Regions from separate parts of the Dromaius novaehollandiae genome. Here region 1 is linked to region 2. A link is a contact called in public Hi-C data. All regions are on one chromosome and are shown on one strand. The core of a region is the stretch at or near the end of the contact, and the rest is flanking DNA. Distances in the headings are between cores, read along the strand shown. Region 1 holds the start of LTV1 (LTV1 ribosome biogenesis factor). Region 2 overlaps PHACTR2 (phosphatase and actin regulator 2).

Region 1 (3,943 bases), core at 772-3,271, 140 kb before region 2:
ATCTCCTCTCATGTCTCTGAATTGTAAGATTGCATATTCACACTTCTCTACTGCAGCATTTCTTATCTGAACCTCAGCACTAAAAGCAAGTATTTACTTTCTGTGCAGGCAGCAGCACTCTCTGGGGTGCAGTATTATCAGCAGCAAGTGGATCCCTCTGACTTCTGTGCACTAAGTGAAATGTTACAGCTTTCTTCTTCTCTATGAAGGGTTTCTTCCTCTTGTGAGGCTGCAAAAAACATTTGGTTATGTTAATCATTAATAAAAAATGAAATATAAAACACATCTAAGAAGGATCTTTTGCCTAAAATATGCTCTATTAACACAAAGTCTTAAAACGTATACTTAGAGACAAAGCAAGAGACTAGTTATATTTCACTCAGCTCTTCTCCCCACACACATAACAGTCACTTAATGTGTTCCAGTAGCATATGCAGCTGTATTCAGCTGCAAAATGGTAACACATCAATATGAAATAAATACTTTATTATGGCATACACATCTTAGCATACAATCCTTCAAAGGGCTTTTTAAAGCAACTGCTTTCTAAATATTGGGGCATATCTGAAACAAACTTCATCGAAGAAACACAAGAAACTGATAGATGGAAATTCATCTAAACAAACATAGCCCCTTGAAAATTGTTTAGACAGATGTTCCCACACAAGTATTCCTAATTAAACCCTACAATTATCAACTGCACTATTATGCAGACTTAACTTGAACAACACAAACACATCCACATTCTGGATCAAAAAGTTTGAATTTTTCTTACATAGGTAAAAGCCATGTAAGTTACAAGTTAACACATCTGACTGGAAGAAACATTTTTATTAAAATTTATGACTTTGTTTACCCACTAAAATGTTTTGATAGCAAACATATGGAACATGTAAACTATTGTACTGATCTAACCTATTTTCTTTTAATGTATAAGACATTACATGCTATTTAGTGCTAAGGTCCCGAGCACATCAACTATCAAAATGGATCTCTAGTTAAAAAAGAAAAAAAGGAAAGAGAAATACCCTGTGCTTTAAAATCTTAGAATAATCATAAAATGAAACGTAAGAAGCTCTGGGAAGCAGACAACACATCACCCCTACGAGCAAACTTTCTGCTGACTGGTGATACAAGTGACATGCTTATAAAACAGTAACGCTGCAGGACATCAAGCAGGAAAGCTGGTCACCGCCTCTTGACACTGGCTTACACCGAACCCAGAAATCACTCCAGGAGCACGTGCCAGCCTCGTACAAGCCTCAACCATTCCTTGGCAGGCGGCACAAGCCGCCTGTGAGAGGCAGGCTGCGGCTCCCAACCTCGCCCAGCCCAGCCCTGAAAGTGAGGCGTGTTTCTCCCCTCCAAAGCCCACTGAGGAAACGGCCTGATTTCAACCCAAAACCATTGGTGGGGGGAGGGGGGGAAGTGCGCTAAGGAAGGGTGGGTGGCAGTTAACCGGCTCCAGGGTCCCGCCTCCGCCCCCCCATCGCGGGCAGGGACCGCCCGTCTCCCCGGTACAGGGGCAACGGGCGGCCGCGCGGGCAACGGCGCCGCCGCCGGGCGAGCAACCGGCACAAGCGCGCGGCCTCGGCGGCGACCCCGGCCCGGCCCCTCGCCGGCAACGGCCGCAGCTCACCATGACGCGAGGGCGGTCCGGCGGCGGGGGTGAGGGCTGCTACCACACGGCCGCTCGCGGCCTCCGCTCGTCCTCACGTCGGCCCGGAACCGCCGAGGCGTCACCACGGCCGAGCTGCCGCCTCCATGCTGGAGGGAACCAGTGACCACGGAGGGAGGTCGATAGGCTGCCGCAGCGGGCAGATTGTTTGTTCCCAATGACTACAACAAGAGCTTTCGCAGGCTAGATGCAATTTAAATTGAAAAAGAGGCTCTCTGAGTGCACAGAAGGAACATCTTCCTAACCCTCCACATCCGTGTTTTCTTCCCTCCCCCCCCAGTTTGTAGAGAATGGTTCCGCCCGCCAGCAGGCCACAAGGGCGAAAAGCTTCGGGAGGGCCAAAGGGCAAGGAGCGTGCGCAACTGCTGGCCCCGCGCACCGGAAGGGGCGGGAGAAGGGGCGGGGCTAGCTGGCAGGATGGCGCGTGTTAGGGCCCAGGGCTCCGCCCCCTGCTGCCTCCGCCCGGCGCGTGCTCGCAGGCGGCGGGGCGGGGCGGGGCGGGGCGGGGCCGGCCGGCCGCGGGATGTCCGCTAGGGGCGTGGCCCATATTTCTTGTGGTGCTTACACTCCTACTAGATAAACTATATTTATGCCATGTAGCATGTCTGTGTGCACACTCGTTCACAAACACACACAGACACTCACTCCTTGCTATGAAAAAATATGCTTGGAATTTTAGGATTATGTAAAACTGTTTTGTTACATTTCAAAAGAAAGTGTAAACCACAAAAAGGGAGGAATTTCTTCTATTTGTACATAGACAATTAAAAAATTTACAAACAGCTATTGAAAGAATTGTTACTGACAATTAAAAGATAACTATTTTTAAAATAACTGTTCTACACATTATGTGTGTATATCTAAGCACGCAAATATATGTATACCTTAAAATAGTAATGGGCTGGAATCATGTTTCAGTGAATTTCAGTATTTTTCAGTAGGTGTCACTAAAGCTCTAAAGGAGTATAGATTTTTGCTTTTCTATTGTTTTCTGAAGTCTTGAAGCTTTAAGATGGGGTTCACCACATTAATCCTAAGGAAATGGATGATACTAGGGAAATTAGGCTTGTCGGCCACCATAACAGGGCCCGACCCTAGGTTCCCGCAGAAAAGTCAGAGCCAAATCAAAGCAAATTAAATAATTAAATTTTAATGACACGCGTGCAGTAATTACAGCTCGAGCTGGGTGCCTCTGAAGAGGGACCCCGAACAAAGAAATCCCTGGGCAATCATACCTTCCAATCTAAGCTCTCCACCCCTCACGCGGTAGTTTGGACCAATAGTAATATTTTGGTCTGGGGTCTCATGCTCCTTACTGGGTCTCATCACTGTCCCTAGGTAGGCTGTTGTATCTTTACTGTTGCGGTTTCTGTTGACAGATGTGTCTTGATTCCTGGGGTCCCGCCCTTGTCTCTCAAGGCCCTGACAAAAAGGTGTTGTTCCAGCAATTAGCACTGCCCCAGCAGTGACAATAGGTGTTATCTCTCAAGGTCCTGACGAAGGGGATATAATCCAGACCCTGAGATAGTCCAGACCCCCCCTAATCAACACTGTTTCAGCCGTGAGAGGAGGCTTTGTTTCCCAGGGTCCTGACGCCCAAGTAGGCCTTATTTCAAAGCCTTGACATCCTCCCTTTCAGAGTGTGAAGCACAGGAATGCAAACTGCTTGCAACTCCCTTATCATTCCAGCTTGAACCAGCTCTCAGGCCCTTTTCTTACTGAACTAGGTAAAAGTTCATTATTTTATCTAAGTGCGGCCTAAGGCTTCAACAAATTTAGCTACTCATGCTAAGCAAGTTTTATATAAATTGTGCTATGCAGCTACCTCTAGACAGTTTCAGCTCAATCTTCTTTAACAGATGAGCTAATCTGGTCCGCTCCATCAACGACTTCTGTACCTGGGGGATTCAAATTATCCCTGCTTATTTCTGAGAAAAGCCCAGAGCCTCCTTTTCTCTTGCTTCTTAAAAATATATGGTGGCTATCTAGTGGCTTTCAGCCACATGAAATTTTAATTCACACCTCACAGAGTCTGGAGAGTTAGCAATCCTTTGGCTGCATGCTGTGAATGGATTTTTCAGGATTGCACTGAACAGGACTAACTCCCTCCCTATAATATGTCTATGCTGCAAAACCAGTGACAGAGCTGAGCTAGCTTTTAACTAGGTAACTTGGATAATGGGAGTGGAATAGTCAAACTGTTAAAAACATAGTGCTCATCATTTCTCTGCAGGGTTACAAAGTAAATTAGTCCTTATTGCTTCC
Region 2 (3,996 bases), core at 1,408-3,907:
TTTACAGGATGTCAAGGCAGATAGGCAGCTGATCTAAAAAGAAGTCTGTATTGGCCTTGCATATGTCAATGAACCCATATTAAATAAAGGACCAATCCTGTCAATTCTTATCTGTGTGAGAAATCAGTCGTGCCATCCAGTTGTCCTCTGCAATTATACTGGTCTTATAATATTTTCATAATTTAATTTTTTTTAGTGTTTTTGTATGAATGTTCTCTCATGTTTCATTTGGAAAATAATGCAGTTTAAAGATAACTAAGGAACTGACATCACTTTTTGAGTCCACTAAAAGACTCTCATGCTACAGATTTAACTATCACATTTCTACTTTATAAAAGAAAAGCCAACTGCAATAAGCAAACCTTCTAATCTGCTTAGCCAAAACATGCAGATACTCTGTAATACATCTTTACAGGCTTTTACGTCCAAATCAGGGAGAAAAATCACTTGGGAAGTGTTATGAATAGTTAACCTAAAAGGAAGCATTCAGACACTGGACTGTACTAAGAATGCGATAAAGAATGCAGGAGGCTACCTTGTCTTTTGCATCCTTAGTTCAATGTTGTGTCTGAGTATAATATAAGGTAGTAGATAATCTTCAAACAAGTGAAAAACAAATATGTCTTTCATCTTAACATACAGTAGTATCAACTACACATTTCAAGACCAGGATGGAGCTACACCATGCCTCCTCCACCAGAATAAAGTGACATGTATATCTTCCACCACACTGCTCTAGTAACAAAGCTGTCCCAAAACTTTCGGAAAATCTCTGGTAGTCCTGAATATCCTGGAGCAACTGGTCAACTTCTGTGCTGTAAGCCACCAAACATTTCTCGTGGTTGCTGTGGAGTGAGTGGGTCTGGGCTTCTCCGTCTTGCAGATGTTGCCATGGCAGCTTGGGGTTTGCTTGATGTGTATGGATGATGGATGCTTGTCCTCAGGAGTTTTCCTCTACCGGAATCTGGCTAATAAGAGATTTTGTAAGGGTTCCTTTCTTCCCCCCCCTTCTTTTTTCCTTTTTTCATCTGCACATCTACGAAGAAGGTGGCCAGGGCTTACAGATAATGATGAGTGATCTGATTTACATGTCTTCTGATTTTGTTTGCAGGTGATGCATGGCAAAGACTACATTATATAATCTGATAGATTACAACTTTAATATATGTGGATTACATTCTATAAACTATTTCAGTCATTTTCCATTGAGTCATATTTCATAATCATTTCAGGGAATACTGAATAAATATTTGGGAAATATTTTGGTAGAAGAGTTCTTTATACATTTCATTTGGAAAAAAAATAAAATACAGCATGAGGTTATGGTGTAGGAAAACTGCTGTTGTTTTCTTTCACTCATATATATAATGCCTATACTTGTATTATTTCATACAGCAAAAGTTTCCTGTTGCACATGTGCTAACATACATGAACATTATTGATGTTGTCTTTGATACTTACTTATTTTCTGTGATCTACTTAACATTAGTGGGGTGATTATCATGAAATATATTTTAAAAGCAAAACTCCTTTTAGAAATGAAATGCCCCCAGGCCTTCCTCCTCCAAGAATAAAGTGAGAAAAGGGGAAAACAAAAGTATTTCCTCTTGTTCAGCTGTTTTTAAATTGAAAATGATGAGTGACAGCTGCGTTTTAAGCTTGTGGGGAAAGTCACAACAATGCCAGAATTTTCAGACTGGGAAAAAGAGTTCCTGTTTTCAGACTCTTTAAACCAGGAATGGGATTCTAAAGCTGCACTTGCAAATGTATCATATTTAAAATTCCAGTAGGCCAGGAAAATATCAAGATAAGCAATACTTACTTTAATGCACAATGCCAATGGAGGTCTAGACGTATTTCTGCCTACAGTTTACAGATCCTATTGAGTTTTGCTTTAGATAAAGACTACTAGAGTTCAGCATATACAAACTTTTTAGTCCAATTATTCTTTAATGGTTTCTTTTTCAGAAGACTACATAATAAATGAACAACTCAGCCTGAAAGTCTGTATTTATGATCCTGCTGTGGATCAGGGACAAAGCACTTTGTATAAATACTGGAAAACCTCGTTCTAATTAAAGTAGACTTCTCTCATAATGAATCAATGTCCAGGTGTGCAACAAGCTTCCTGCAAAGAATAATAGCTTCTATTTGTTCCCAGACAACAGAGACAATAGATGCACCTCACCTGCTCTTCAGCAGTTTCTTTGAAGGATCAATACAAAAACCTCCAGCCTCAACCAAAGTACAACAGAATCAATACCACAAGCAGATGAAGTTTCACCAGTACAACTGAGAATGCAAAGCTTGCAGCATTACCTCGGCTGAGTGAAGAACAGTGGCTGGTAATTACTTTTTATGTTGCTCTAAATATACATTTTATGGATTAAAAAACAAATGGCCTTTAGGAATTTTGAAAAGATGCCATCCTGTCCCATCCCAGTTTTATGATCTTAAAGACAGCTGAGTTTGTGTTTAAAGACACCAAATCTAAAAATGACTCTACCATGACTTCATCTAAAACAATAACGGCTCAGAGTAATCAATTAATTCTGCTACAAAAGGGCTTGCATCTTCATAGAAACAAGACTGTATTTTAAATCCTTGCTTTCATGGGAAGGTGTAGCGGTCCAGTCAGAAATCTGACACCCAGACAGGGAATGCGCTTGCCGATCAGCATAACAACCACCCCATCTAGTGTATCAACCTCACACAGCAGCAGTCTTGTTGAAATACAAAATCTGTCATACAGATTTTTTTCCTACCATAATTTCCTAGCAGTCAACTTTGCAACTAGAGAGGTTAAAATATCTCACAGATAGGTCATAGATAATAGGAAGTGCATCAAATGAGTCATAAAATTGAGGAGAAAATTAGGAGCATCTGGTACAATGTGCATTGCTGGCGTAACAGAGAGCTTTTTTAGCTGTGGCAACAAGTTAAAGTCCAGATTTTGCAGTAAACATAAAGATAGTCTTAGCTCTGAAGTACAGTCCTACTGAGTCTTCTGTGGTAGACTCGGTGTTCTTAGGCTCTCCCATGGCCCCGCTGGAAAATCTCAACTCAGGGACAATTCTTCTGCCACCTTTACGGGAGGGCATAGCTACAGCTGGTCAAGGTTCAGCATGCCAGCTCTGCTGGCCACCACGGGCAGGTGGCTGGAGCCTTCCTGAGGTTATTGATGCTGGATGGAGAGTAGTTATCTCTTCGCACTTTTTGCATGCTTGTTGGGCACTCCAGTGCAAAGGAACTGGAGAATAAAGATTTTCCCCGAGAAGGAACTGATGGAGCAGAATGAAACGCAAGAGTTTGCTGGGGATAAAGTGGAAGAGGCAGAGCAGAATCAAATGACTGTTCTACATAAAAAAGACCATTTGCTCTGTTTGTGGACATACTGGTGGGATTATCAAGGAACTAACAAAAGCAGCAGAAAGAAGTAATTGCTTCTGTCCCTGTTGGGACTCTTTCACATTTTAAATCCCCTCTGTGTTCCTTTGCTATCTGAGCCAGTACTTTTTTCCACTGGATCTCCCCTCACCTTAATTACTCCTTTGATACCATAATAAAAAGGGTGAGCTGAATGGCAGGAGATAAATCTCATGTCACAGAAGAGCCAGCATGCTCCTCACTCCCACTCATAAGAAGAAGAGGTGGGAATGACCCTGTGAAATCCCATCCTCTTCCTGTCCTTAACTAAGCATAAGGGATCCTAGCAAAATTCTCACCCCAGGAGAAGATCAACTTGCTCAAAGCTAGGCTGGCTGGAGTCCTTCACACCATCAAGTGCATCTGTGTGTGGCTTTTACAGAGGAAAAAAAAAAAAAAAAAAAAAACAGAAGTCACTACACAATGCTATATCTTCAATGGAATGGCCACAGACACTTTCCATTTGCTCTTTGCTCAATTTCCTTTGGAAAACAATCTCTAAGTACTTAGGATGGCTCACTTATTTTGATCATTATTAAGCATGGGCAGCCACAAAACATGTTAATACTT

The links. A called contact is a pair of places that touch in the nucleus more often than the background predicts.
Region 1: a contact with region 2 is called in a Hi-C map of brain, with 6 times the contacts expected there. The contact joins the promoter of LTV1 here to the enhancer-like site in region 2. A contact is called at or near these places in 3 of 4 Hi-C or Micro-C datasets (brain, liver and ovary).

Annotation. Positions count from the first base shown.
Region 1 is chr3:67,433,900-67,437,842 of bDroNov1.hap1, reverse strand. LTV1 (LTV1 ribosome biogenesis factor) reads right to left here and starts at 2,021. Exons shown (of 11, transcript XM_026121092.2): 1 at 1,640-2,021; 2 at 98-229. The coding sequence starts at 1,642.
Region 2 is chr3:67,292,177-67,296,172 of bDroNov1.hap1, reverse strand. All of the region lies in intron 1 of PHACTR2 (phosphatase and actin regulator 2), which reads right to left. Among named protein-coding and RNA genes, the nearest start is that of PHACTR2, 14 kb to the right of the region's middle. Within about 2 kb of position 2,657, at least 2 of the 2 cell types and tissues checked have open chromatin away from gene starts, as enhancers often do.